Regions from separate parts of the Sus scrofa genome. Here regions 1 and 2 are each linked to region 3. The links are chromatin contacts, called in public Hi-C and HiChIP or PLAC-seq maps. All regions are on one chromosome and are shown on one strand. Each heading gives the region's core, a stretch centred on a gene start, on an enhancer-like site or on the middle of the called end of the contact. The rest is flanking DNA. Distances are from core to core; before and after follow the strand shown. Region 1 has its middle 46 kb from the start of KLF2. Region 2 overlaps EPS15L1 (epidermal growth factor receptor substrate 15-like 1). Region 3 holds the start of KLF2 (Kruppel like factor 2).

Region 1 (3,893 bases), core at 1,218-3,717, 46 kb after region 3:
AATCCCACTCTTGGGCATATATCCAGACAAAACTCTACTTAAAAGAGACACATGCACATGCATGTTCATTGCAGCACTATTCACAATAGCCAGGACATGGAAACAACCCAAATGTCCATCAACAGATGATTGGATTAGGAAGATGTGATATATACACACAATCGAATACTACTCAGCCATAAAAAAGAATGACATAATGCCATTTGCAGCAACATGGATGGAACTAGAGACTCTGATACTGAGTGAAATGAGCCAGAAAGACAAAGACAAATACCATGTGATATCACTTATAACTAGACTCTAATATACAGCACAAACGAAACTTTCCACAAAAAAGAAAATCATGGACTTGGAGAATAGACTTGTGGCTGCCCGGGGGGAGAGGGAGGGAGTGGGAGGGATCAGGAGCTTGGGGTTATCAGATACAACTTAGAATAGATTTACAAGGAGATCCTGCTGAGTACCATTGAGAACTATGTCTAGATACTCATACTGCAACAGAACAAAGGGTGGGGGAAAAATGTATACATGTAAGAGGAACTTAGTCCCCATGCTGTACAGTGGAAAAAAATTAAATAATAAAACAAGAAAAAAAAAGCCAGATATTGTCTTTTTCACATCAGAATGACCTGGGGATGTTAGTTTTTAATGGAAAAAAATAAAGAATTTAGTGTATAAAAAAAAAAAAAAAAAAGAAGGTGGCCAAGAAGTTCCCACTGTGGCTCAGCCGATTAAGGACCTGATGTTGTATCTGTGAGGATGGGGGTTCAATCTTGGCCTCGCTCAGTGGGTTAAGGATCTGGCATGAGATCCATGGCTGTGGCATAGGTCACAACAGCAGCTCCGATTTGACCCCTGGCCCAGAAATGTCCATATGCCACAGGCGGAGCTGTAAAAAAAAAAAAAAAATACACACACACACACACATTTTATACCATTTGTATCAATTTATATATATATACATATAGTATCCATACTGTAAGTATATATACATATGTACATATATTATCCATACTATGAGTATATATACATGCATATACTTTATATGTACATATAAAGAGAGGAGGAAATGTGATAAATTATTAGCAGTTTGTGGTTCTAGGTGCAGGGTATGTATTATTCTAGCAACTTTTCTAGAGGTTTCACATGCTTCAAAATAAAATGTGGCAAAGCCACAAAACAGAGCCTTGGGTCCTGGCCTCACCAAGCCCAGTTAAGTTAGATCCTTGGGCAAGAGTTGGGCACCAGGAGTTTTGAAAGCAGCTCCCCAGCTTCAGACCTAGGGTTTGCGGTGACAAGAATCCATGTGGTGGAAGCATCCACAGATGCAACCAGGGGACCAGGACAGGGGTCTTTCTCCAAGGGCTGCTTAAGGGGGGATGCCTGGGTGAGGCATAGGGTGCAGGCCTGGGCAGGGGTCCGAGCTGCCCCTTCTCCACCCCTCCCCCACATTGGCGAGCTCATGTCCATCTCTCTGTCTGTTTTCCTGAGTTGCCCCTCATGAGAGCAATTTTCACTTCTTTTTGCAGAAGTGGAAGGTGGCAGCCCTGGTGCCGTGCACTGAGGTGCTTCCAGGCCTGAGGGCCAAGAAACCCTGTCTCCATTAACTGTCCCTCCTCACTCCCCTCCTCCACCCCTGGCATCTGCCAGTCAGTTTCCTGTCTCAATGGATTTACCTGTTCTGGGCATTCCATATAGAAGGGATCAGACACAATGTGGCCTTTCATGTCTGGCTTTTTTTTTTCACTCATCGCAGCAATTTCGAGGTTCATCCATGTTATAGTGTGAGTCAGTGCTTCATTCTTTTTTTTCATGACCAGTAAACTTTTATTTCGTTTTAAAAAATGTTTTATTGTAATTGATTACAAAGTTCTGTCAATTTCTGCTGTGCAGAAAAGTGACCCAGTCATACATAAATATACATTCTTTTTCTCCTATTATCTTCTATCTTGTTCTATCACAGGTGATTGGATTAGTTCCCTGTGCTGTACAGCAGGACCTCATTGCTTATCCATGCTAAATGTAATAGTTCGCATCTACTAACCCCAGTCTCCCAGTCCTTCCCACCCCCTGCTCCTCCCTTTCATAGTTTTTTATGGCTGACCAAATACACTATTTTTTTTTAAAACCAAGGCTTTGCCTATAGAAACGCAAAATGCTATATTTGGCAAACATCAAATGATGTTTGGTTTTGTTTTTTTTTTAGTCCCCTCTAGGAATAGCTCAAAACCGACTCCAGTTGCCAAACATCACACACTCCCTATGCTTAGCCGCAAGCCCATGGGTCTCCCATTGAAGGGGTCCTGGGCCCAGGCATCCTCGGATGGCCCCCACGGGAATAACATTTTAATTAAAAAGTCTTACAATGACAGACTCGACATGTAAACTCCCAGGCAGCAAAGGCCGGGGCCATGCCTGACATTCCAGGCCAGCCTCCTTGGAGCCCCAGCAACCGCAGAAGAGCCCAAGCCGAGCCAGGAATAGTTCTGCCTTTTATTTGGAAAGAGAATTACAGGGCGTGCAGCCCAGACCCAAGCTTGCTGCTTCGAAGCCGTATTTTTGAACACAACCGTAACCGCACACTTGCCTCCGAGGGTCTGTGCCAGGCTAAACGCTGCCAGCTGCCTAGACGCTCGGCTTTCGGCTCTAAACACAGGTTCTTTTTTATTCCTGTTTTAAGGTCTATGTGACTATGCCTGTGCAAAAACAGATTTAAAATCTCCCTGGTTCAGGAGCCCCCAGTAACCACCAAGTCTTCTCTGTGTTCTCTGCTTCTCCCAAGTGGATCTCGGGTCTGCGTTGTCCACAGGGATTTTCCTACCTGGAGGGGCTGTCCCTGGTGCTCCAAATCCCCCCAGTCCCAAGCCTGAGGAAAAGAGGATTCTGGGATGGAAAGGTCCATTGGCTAGGATGAGATGGGTTATTCCTGGAAGGAGAGCTGGGTATTTCTAGGAGATCAAGCGGGCTGCATGATGGGAAGGAAAAGGTTCATGTGGTCATAGCGGTTGAGGCAAGATTTGAACTTGTGTCCCAGTTAGGTGAGAGTCACCGTGTTAATATAGTGGAGGCCCTCATGGTGGGAAGGTAATATGGTGTAGTCATTGAAGCTTGGTGGTTCCTCAAAACATTAAACAGAGAATTACCCTATGATCCAGCAATTCCAGTCCTAGGAATATATCCCCAAAGAATTGAAAAACAGGTGTTCAAATAAAAATGTGTACATGCATGTTCACAGCAGCACTGGTCACAATCGCCAAAAGATGAAGAGAGCACAAAGTCCATCAAAGGATGATTGGATAAACAAAATGCAGTGCATCCACACAATGGAATATTATTCAGCCATGAAAAGGAATGAAACACTGGAGTTCCCATTGTGGCTCAGAGGGCTAAGAACACAACTAGTATCCATGAGGATGCAGGTTTGATTCGTGGTCTCTTTCAGTGAGTTAAAGATCTGGTGTTGCCATGAGTTGTGGTGTAGGTCGCAGACAAGACTCGGATCTGGTGTTGCTGTGGCTGTGGCTGTGGCATAGATGGGCAGCTGTAGCTCTGATTTGACCCTTAGACTGGAAACCTCTATATGCTGAGTATGGCCTTAAAAAGACCAACCAACCAACCAACCAACCAATAAACAAAAGGAATGAAGCACTAACACATGCTACATGTGGATGAACTACTTTTTTTTTTTTTTTTTTTAATGGCCACACTAGAGGCACATGAGAGTTCTTGGACCAGGGATCAAATCCTCACCTCTGCAGAGACCCAAGCTGCTGCAGTCATATACTTAACCTGCTGTCCCACAGCAGGAATTCCTGGAGGAACCTTGAAAACATCCCGCTGATTGAAAGAAGCCAGACACAAAAGGCCACATAGTGTATGATCCCATCTATACG
Region 2 (4,443 bases), core at 1,389-3,888, 55 kb before region 3:
CGGCCCATACCAATTCCCTCTAGCTGCCCATCTTCCTGAGCAAGAGCTGGCATCTTTCTGGAAAGGAAGCTTGGCAGTAGGGGTTTAATTCAGTCATAATACCAATGTGTTAGTTACTCTCTACTCATTCCTCCTTGTGAATCTTTGGTTCATTCCTTTGGATTGTTTCCTAAAGGAAGCCAAAGTTCTGCTGAGGCTTGTGCTCTAGGCGCTGTGTTTGAGAAAACCTTCTCTCACAGTATAAAGCTCTTGAGCCTTTAAGGAAAGGGGTGTTTGCAGACTGCCCCTTGCTTTTTGGGAACAGGCCCCACTGGGTACTGCGGCCTTGCTTAGCATCTTGCGCTTGTTAGTTAACAGAGCTTGATTTCATAGGTGGGCTTGTGGGTTACTCCAGGCAAATCGCCTCCTTCCCTCGCCCCGCAAAAGAGAAAGCGCAGCAAAAGTCTTTCCCCACAGATGACCTCCCCACGTAAATTGTGCAGTTGGCGGGTCCCCTTCCTCTCACTCTCCCCTCCCAATCCGGCAGGACAGAGGCTCTGTTTCCCCAGGGCATTTGTCACCCCTTTGGTGACTCTGAACATTGCTGGCTTGTGGCACAGACACAAGGCAGAGTCCCTCTGCTCTCCCTGAGCTGGCTGTCATGGCCAGGATCCAGGTCAGGACCCAGAATAGACAGGAGATGGGGGAGGCCTTTTTGAGGGGTCTGCACCCAGATTCACGACCTTGGCCAACAAATGTGACCTCCATGGGTCTCCGGCTTTAGGGGCCATTGAGAACAAAGAGGTGACATTTCCCCTTTACTCCAGGAGGTGTGTTCTGTGGACACCCTGTAACTCTGCCTCTGCTGGTGCTGCTTGCAGGTCCCTTTGGAACCTTAGACCCCTTCGGAAGTGGGTCCTTCAATAGTGCTGAGGGCTTTGCCGACTTCAGCCAGATGTCCAAGGTAAAGCCCCTCCCATGGAGCCCCTGTGCTCTCCCATTATCCTTGTGCCTCTTGTCGTGGTCTTGTTGTGGGCTGCCAGGCATAATTGTTTAATGCCACATATGTATTTCCTTGGCACCTGTCACACTCTGAAATGCATTCTCATGTGAGGTCATGATTCAGCAGACAGGGTCTGGAAAGCGCCCGTGACTGTAACTGGACCTATTTCCCGTCCTTAGGCAGAACTGCCAGAACCCTGAGTCCCTCCCTGAGGCATGAGTGCCGCAGGCTCCCCCTGCTCCCTGTTGTTTCTGACGGCCATCAGACCTCAGTGAATAAAGTCTCTGTGGCTGAACAAACTTGGGAAGGTGTTGAGCCAGAGGGCCAGCCCTGATGTGCAGCCCGCTAAGGATGGAACCGTGGGCCATGGGCCAGAAGGCAGGAGATGTGTCTGGGTCTGCCAGTGGGCAGAACCTGAGAAGGATGTGGAAAGTGAGGACTAGGCTTGGTGAATAAATGCGCAAGTGAAAAGTCAGCTGTGCAGGAAGGACCATAGTCACCCTTGGCTGGACAGGACGGTGTCTGCCCGGCCAGAGTTACATAAGCTGACTGAATATAACCCCACAGGTGGTGGTTGAGCTCATTTGGCAGGGGCTTGGGTGTGTGGTTAGAGAGTTAGATCTTTAATTTAGCAGGAAGTCAGTCGATAGATAATGTCCAAAAGGAACAGATTAAGAAATAAGAGTGGAAGCCTATGAGGTTAATTCCATAGGAAACTGCTAAGTTGAAGATGTTGGCCTTGGCGAGTGAGAAAGGGTCGAGGGCCTGCTGTTCTTCGTTCTAACCTTTGATGTCCCTTGATTTTTGACTGTGGGTCTGGTTTCTTTGACAAGGATTAGGGAAGCGGCATTAGGTGTGCACATCTTGGCCTGAGTCCCAGTCCCTGTTGCTGGCACCTGCGTTTGCTCCTCTCCTTGCAGGTGAGGGTGGGATCCCTCACAGTTAAAGAGCTCAGGCAATGCAGCCTTTGGCCCCGGAGTCATAAAGCCTTGCGATCGATCGTTGAACCCACCAGCCTTTCCTGCCTGCTCCGGGCTTGGGCACTGGGACGACCCCCTGCAGATACAGTTCTCTGATCTTGCGCCCTACCTGGGGAAGGCTCACAAGCCAGTGGTGGCGAGGGGGCGGGGGAGGGAGCCCCTGGAGTGGGTGGCAGTGGGCGCCCACCGTGGGGACTCCTGTGCCTCTTGGACCCGCGCATGCCAGCTCCTGGAGGTGCCCTGCCTGCTTCCTCCATGTTCACTCAGCCTGAGGGGTGCACAGCTCTCTGGGCACTGAGCTTTGTGGTTAGTAATGTGCGATCGTGGTGTGTGGCTTCCAAGAAGCATCTGAGATTCTGTTTAGCTTTTCAAAGAAGCATGTGAACATAAACTGGCGGTAGCAAATCTAGCTTCAGGTGGGAGGCAGAGCATCTGTTTGCCCATCGGCTGCCTCAGGAGGGAGCCAGAGGTGCTGGGATTGTGGCCTCTCTCCTTCTGGTGCCCGGAGGGAACGAGTCTACAGCCCTGACTTGGAAACTGTGACACTGATGGTTGGGATGCTATGTGGGATCAGCCAAAAGGCACCCAGGGCCTGAGATTTGCCTCATTTACCCGTCACTGCATGGAGCTGTGTGTCCTCGGCTTCTGTCCTTGTTTGCAGAATCTGTCAGCCACACGGTGGCAGCAGCTTCCAGGGAAGGCACTCACGGTTGTATTCTCGAGCCAGCTCCCTGCACAAGGCTGACCGCGGAGGCCGAGGGAGTGAGGGAGAGCTAGCAGAGGGCATGAACCAGGCCCCCTGTTTCAAGAAGGACCTGAGTTGAGGCTATTCGGGCTCATGGGGCTGCGATGGGGCCACCAGAGTGGTGGGGCCCCAGATGGCAGCAACGGCTGCCCCTCCCTCCCCCAGGCAGTGCCTGCGTTTGCTGTAGCTGCAGACTCGCCAGAGCCTGGATCTTCCCTCTTTCTGCCCCTTCTGACCTAAAGTGGCATTTTCCCTCTTCTCATTCCATTTTCCCTCTCCTTGGTCTCTTGTCCCCCGGCAGGCTGCACAAATGTGCACTTGTGACTTCAGAGCCAGTGCACCTTCCTGTTGGTGGCGCTGGGTGGGACAGAGCTGGACAGGGCTGTGGAAAGTTTGTCTCCGGTACTCCATTGTTTTGTTTCCACGATCCCGTCAGCTCCTGCTCTCATGCCACTTGCCCAGACGAATACAGGGCCCTAACCCCCAGGTCTCTGTTTTTCCCTTTTGGTTCCCTTTCTGTTTTTCAAGAACAACATCGTGTGTATAAATAAAATGCTGAAGGAAATGAAAGTAAAGTGGCAAGAAGGTGTTTCTTTTTTGTTTTTTTGGCTTGGTTTTGTGTGTGTGTGTGTGTGTGTGTGTGTGTGTGTGTGTGTTTAACATGGCTATCTTTTTCCCACCCGAGTGTGCTGGGGAGGCAGTGCATGCTGGTGATGCACGCTGGTGCTCTTTCTTAACTTCCCCCTCAGATGGAGTGTCCTCCTGCTGCCTGGCAGTGCTAAAGGAAAGTGCCAGGCAGCAATCTGACTCCAGGAGATTCCTTCGAGGTTCTCTGGGCTTGCATTTTTAGTTGAGGTCCCCCCATACCTGAGGAGATTTTTCTAGACAGTATCAAGCCTACATTACCTTCCTTTAAGAACACATTCCCCAAAATAGATATCTGAGAATAAAAATAAGACTCTAACTTATTATTTTACTCCTCCCACCCTTAAAAAAAAAAAGGTCACCTATGAAATACTTGACCATTTGTCAGCCCATTTTCAGTTGTTTTTCAAAAGCGTGCATTCCTCTTTAGGACAATTTTTTTTTTGGTTGAGAGTCATTTGCTTTAAACCAATTATTTAAACTGTGAACCTTTTATAGAGCTGCTTTTCATATAGTAGCTTTCTGTCCCTTTTTTTTTTTTTTTTTTTTTTTTCTTGTGAGCACACTTCACTCTATTCGGCCAGAGAGCCCCTACCGGCTTTACTGAAACCCTTCTAAAAATAGCGACTTTCCCTGAAGCCACTGTCTGAGTAGGAACCAGTCAGGTCCCAAAGGAGGCTTCTTGGGAAACTCAAAGTCATGAAAGTTGGGATTCGGAAATGACGCAGGCTTTTCAGTATTAGAAGTGATATAATTCCCTGCTGTGGGCGAACCAGGCGTTTACGGTTGAAACCCTTTTACCTTGGAGTGGGCCCACCGGTGCAGTGGGTTCAGACAGAAGAGGGGGTGGAGAATTGGCTTGGCCTGCGGTGTCCCCAACCAGCCAGGAAGATCACTGCGGCTCACGCTCCAGAGTGCAGTGTATGAGCTGGGAGGATGAGGCCTCGTGCACCTCGAAACTCAGGGGGAGTCCAGGTGTCCCTCTGTACCCCTTCCCCAGAGGGCATGCATTCCCAGCATCCAGGACAAGAACTGGGGTCTATGCGGGGCCTTCCGGGGCTGGTCACGCCACCTCTCCACCAAGAAAATTG
Region 3 (4,181 bases), core at 964-3,463:
TCTGTCACAGTCACTATGTACAATATTATAAAAAATGTTGCACAGTACAAATTAAGGCTGTATTTTTCACAAGGCATCAAGCCTCGATCCTCTAGTGTAGACCCGGTGGGCTGGGGGAGGGAAGACGACACTTAATTATTGCACCATTTTGAAAACAAAATTCGTCAAGGAGGATCGTGGTCTTCTCCCACCGGGCCCTTCAGTCTCTGATGGGGTCCGGGCAGCGTCGTTTGGTGGCCACGCTGTGCCCGGCCCGGTCCTCTGGGCCCAATAAATACCAGTCACAGTTTGGAAGGGGGCCGTGCCCGGCGCGTGGGACCCGCCACGGCCGCGCGCGGGTGGGCGGGGTGGGGGTGTTCAGGCTACATGTGCCGCTTCATGTGCAGCGCCAGGTGGTCAGAGCGTGAGAAGGCACGGTCGCACAGATGGCATTGGAATGGCCGGTGGCCTGTGTGTTTGCGGTAGTGGCGCGTGAGTTCGTCGGATCGCGCAAACTTCCAGCCGCAGCCGTCCCAGTTGCAGTGGTAGGGCTTCTCGCCTGCAGGGAGCGGAAGAGAACGGGTCTCAGTTTCCCTCTAGCCTGTGGCTTAGGCACTCACCCAGATCAGTGGCGGCGGGAGCGATCAACCTACCCCTAACCCCACGCCTCTCTGACGTGCTCCTCACCCCCCGGCTACGTGTTGAACCTCTAGAGATCCTAGGCATCTATCTACTGATCCTCAACACGGCCCGCTCGCCAGTGTTTTCAGTCACGCCTCTAGCGGGATCCAAAGCATGCACTTTCTCCTGAACAGTCTGGGACACAACATCCCCCTAGGTTTCCTAAGCTTGCATCCTTGCCCAAAGTCCTGAGTCAAGCTCCCAGGAGTGTCCTAAGCGCGCGCCCCCTCCCCAGGCTCCGGAGCCACACCCCCAGGGGGGCTTTCTAAGACTGTGCCCCCTCCCCAACCGCTGGGCAACGCCCTCTGCAGGCTTCCTTAGTGAGTCCTCCCCTCAGCGCCCCCACCCGAGATTCCCAGCCTGCGCTAGCCACCCACCTGTATGCGTGCGCAGGTGCGCCTTGAGGTGCGAGCTCTTTGTGTAGGTCTTGCCGCAGCCCGCGTAGCTGCAGGTATGCGTGGCGGTGCGCTTGCGCGGCCAGGAGCGGCGGCCGCGCTTGGGCTTGGCCTCTAGTAGCTCCAGCGGAGACGCCGGCGGCGTGAGGAGACCTCGGGAGGCGGGCGGCGCCAAGCCCAGCGCTGCTGCTGCGGCGGCAGCGGCCGGGTCGTCAAAGATACCGAAGGCGGCGGGCGCGGGCGGCGCGTAATGTATGCCCGGCCCGGGCGCGCCAAAGCCCGGGCTGCCGAAAGGCGGCGGGAAGGGCGCGCGCGGGCCGGGCGCAGGCAGGCGCGCGGGGCCGTCGGGGCTGAGCGGTGGCGTGTCGGGCGGTGGCGGGGGGCGACCCCCAGGGCCTCGCATACACGCGGCTGCTGGTCCCGGGGCGCCCTCGCGCTTGAGGCCCCGTGGCCCGCGGGCTATGCCGGGCGCGCAGCCGTAGCCGCCGCCGCCGTCTGCCTCGGGGGGCTCGGCCTTAACCAGGCGGCCCGGCGGCGCTAGCAGAAAGCGACCGTGCAGCGCGGGCCCCGGCGGCACGTCCAGCTCTGGCCGTAGCAACTCCGACACCAAGCCACCCGAGGGGGCACCGTAGGGCGGCGGTGCGCCGGGCTCCGGGTAGTAGAACGCAGGCGGCGGGGGCGGGGGCGGCGGCTCCGGGGCGGCCTCCGCGCCCAGGCCGTCCAGCCCCATGGACAGGATGAAGTCCAGCACGCTGTTGAGGTCGTCGTCGGTGCCGCCTGTCTCAGGCTCTGCGCGCGGCCAGCGCTGCGGGTGACAGGGCGATAGGGTGCAGGCGTGAGCGCGCGGTGGGGCGGGGGATCGCTGCCCGCTACTTAGGTTCTACTACCCCGAGCCCGCTGTCCCGGCCGCCTGCGTTCTACTACCCCGCAGCCCACGTTCTACTACCCTGAGCCAGCTGCCCCCGCCGTCCCAATCCCTGCCGCCCTCACCTCCTGCAGGCCGCGCTCCCGGCACGGGCTGGCGAAAGTGGAGAAGGACGGCAGGATGGGCTCGCTCAGCGCCATGGCTGGGACCCGGGGTCGACGCAAATTCGGGACACCGGTGAGTGGCTGCCCGGAGCCGGGCTGGTCGGGGCGCGGGCGGGCGGGGACGGCTCTGCGGGCCGCGGCCGGGCCCGCCCAAGCCTTATAGGAGCGGCGCGCGCGGGGGCCGGGCCTCGGCGGCGGCGGCGGAAACGCGTCCCGGATGGGGACGAGCTCCGGGCGCAGCCTAAATTTAGCCGCGGTATATAAGCCGGCGGGCGGCGGCGGCCGTGGCCACTGAGGCCGCCAGGGCCCTGCGCCGCTGGTCCGGCCCCTCGTGCGCCGCCAGGCCGCGCCCCCAGCCCAGTCCCGCCCCCGCCCGTCTCCTCGGCGACGGCGTCAACACACACTCCACAACAGCAGCGTGACGCTCAGGGATCCCCGGGGCGCCCCGTGGGCTCCCGCCTGCGCAAGGACAGGGAGGACCTGGAGCGGGGGCGGCATCCGGGACCCGGGACTTTGAGCGGAACCCAGGGGCCCGGGGCCTCGCGGGAACCCTTCTGGATGGGGAGTTGGACCCCTCAGCCACAGAAGGGCCCCCAGAATCCTAGATGGAGAGGAAGACTGAGTCCCGAGAATTCAGGGTGGGAGTCCCCGGACCCATGGTGGATGGAGACTCTGCTTCTCATTTTCTGGGGACCCACTAAGCCTGATCCACTGTTACACCCACCATTCAGTCAAAAACCTTGCATGATGACAGCAAGAAATGTTAAGTCTTTGAGACACTCTCCCTTGAGGAGGCCCTTCAGAGCGGGGAAACTGAGGCTCAGGAGGCGCTGGCAGAGGCTTGAGGTTCTGTATCTGCCATCAGGCCTGGTGCTTTATTGACTCGACTTCAAATCTCACAACACAGATCCAGCACCAGAGGGACCACAGGGAACAAGCCTCCCCTATGAGCATCTTAAACAATCCCCCCATCCCCTCCCACACACCACGAACAAACGGGGATGGGTGGGTGGGTCAGGCTGGCGGGGGTGGGGTGGGGGCTGCCTGCTAGCAAGGGACTGGCACTCCTGTTGTTCCTGTGTCCTGACCCTGTGTGGGCACTGGGAACACATTTGCCGACAGTCAGACAAATCCCCCTGCCTTGGGATTTTCACAGTTGAGGGTGGGGGGATGGCAGAGATGTAAAATACACAAGTTTATTGGGGAAAGGGGCCTTTTGGAAAAATAAAGCAGCAGAGGGAGATGGGTAATGAGGGGGAAGAGAGAATGGTGGAATTTTGAACCTCACCCAGGAGATGTGTGAGTCAAGACCTAGGGAAGAGGAGAGCCAAGTGGGTTTCAGAGGGAGAGCATCTCATGGTGTAACCTGGAACCAGCACCCAGCCTTGGTCTCTTGATTCCAGAACCTTGATTCCAGAATTCAGGCCCAGAGGGTCCATGGCCAGGTGGTGAGGGGTGCAGGCAGCTCCTGGCCTGGGGACAGCAGGGTTTTGTCCCTGACAGCAGCTGGACCCCCACAGCACAGAGCCACTGCAAGAGGTCACCTTGGCATCACACAGGCACCAAGACACCCCTTTGGGGTCCACGATCCTGGACCCTCTCAGCTGGAAGGAACCTCAGAAGTGCGCTATCTCATCGTGATTCATTAGATTGTGAATTTAGCAAACACTTGTTGATAAGCCCTATTTGCCAGGTGTGGGGCATCCAGAGGTGCTGCATTCAGTCCCAGGAACAGTTGTGTGTCAGAGGGTGATGGTGCAGGGATCCCCTCTGCAGCTTTCCCAGGCTGCTGGAGACTTCAGGTTGAGCTCCACCATGCCTCCAACCATCACAGTAGGGTGATGGTTGAGTCAGCCTCAGCTCCTGACCCCTCGCTGTGTGACCTTGAGCAAGTGGCTTTGCCTCTCTGGACTCGCTTCCTCATCTGAGAAATGCAGATTACAAAAATACCTTACCCCCAAAGGGATATTGTGAGGGTCATGCGGGCTCTTTCTCTTTTGTGGAAGTGTTGATGACACCCTGAGAGCTGCTTAGATGAGCCCCCTGTGTGCTTTGTTCTCTGCTGTTGTCTGGGCCTCAGTTTAAGGAAATTGAATT

The links. A called contact is a pair of places that touch in the nucleus more often than the background predicts. HiChIP or PLAC-seq counts read pairs in DNA pulled down with a chosen protein or histone mark.
Region 1: a Hi-C map of skeletal muscle shows a contact between it and region 3, with 1.9 times the contacts expected there. The contact joins the enhancer-like site here to the promoter of KLF2 in region 3. A contact is called at or near these places in 5 of 47 Hi-C or Micro-C datasets (blood, embryonic fibroblasts, liver and 2 more) and 1 of 2 datasets of contacts at active chromatin or transcription factors (skeletal muscle).
Region 2: an H3K27ac HiChIP or PLAC-seq map of skeletal muscle shows a contact between it and region 3. The contact joins the enhancer-like site here to the promoter of KLF2 in region 3. A contact is called at or near these places in 14 of 47 Hi-C or Micro-C datasets (alveolar macrophages, blood, fetal heart ventricle and 4 more) and 1 of 2 datasets of contacts at active chromatin or transcription factors (skeletal muscle).

The regions. Positions count from the first base shown.
Region 1 is chr2:61,316,709-61,320,601 of Sscrofa11.1, forward strand. No RefSeq gene overlaps it. Among named protein-coding and RNA genes, the nearest start is that of KLF2, 46 kb to the left of the region's middle. Within about 2 kb of position 2,468, at least 21 of the 83 cell types and tissues checked have an H3K27ac peak or open chromatin away from gene starts, as enhancers often do. A contact at or near this core is called in embryonic fibroblasts and skeletal muscle, where this site is marked.
Region 2 is chr2:61,215,128-61,219,570 of Sscrofa11.1, forward strand. EPS15L1 (epidermal growth factor receptor substrate 15-like 1) reads left to right here. Exons shown (of 23, transcript XR_002341604.1): 21 at 861-943. Among named protein-coding and RNA genes, the nearest start is that of KLF2, 56 kb to the right of the region's middle. Within about 2 kb of position 2,639, at least 34 of the 83 cell types and tissues checked have an H3K27ac peak or open chromatin away from gene starts, as enhancers often do. A contact at or near this core is called in omental adipose tissue, retroperitoneal adipose tissue, skeletal muscle and 1 more, where this site is marked.
Region 3 is chr2:61,270,824-61,275,004 of Sscrofa11.1, forward strand. KLF2 (Kruppel like factor 2) reads right to left here and starts at 2,214. Exons shown (of 3, transcript NM_001134351.2): 1 at 2,046-2,214; 2 at 1,038-1,860; 3 at 1-538. The coding sequence starts at 2,120. The coding sequence ends at 363.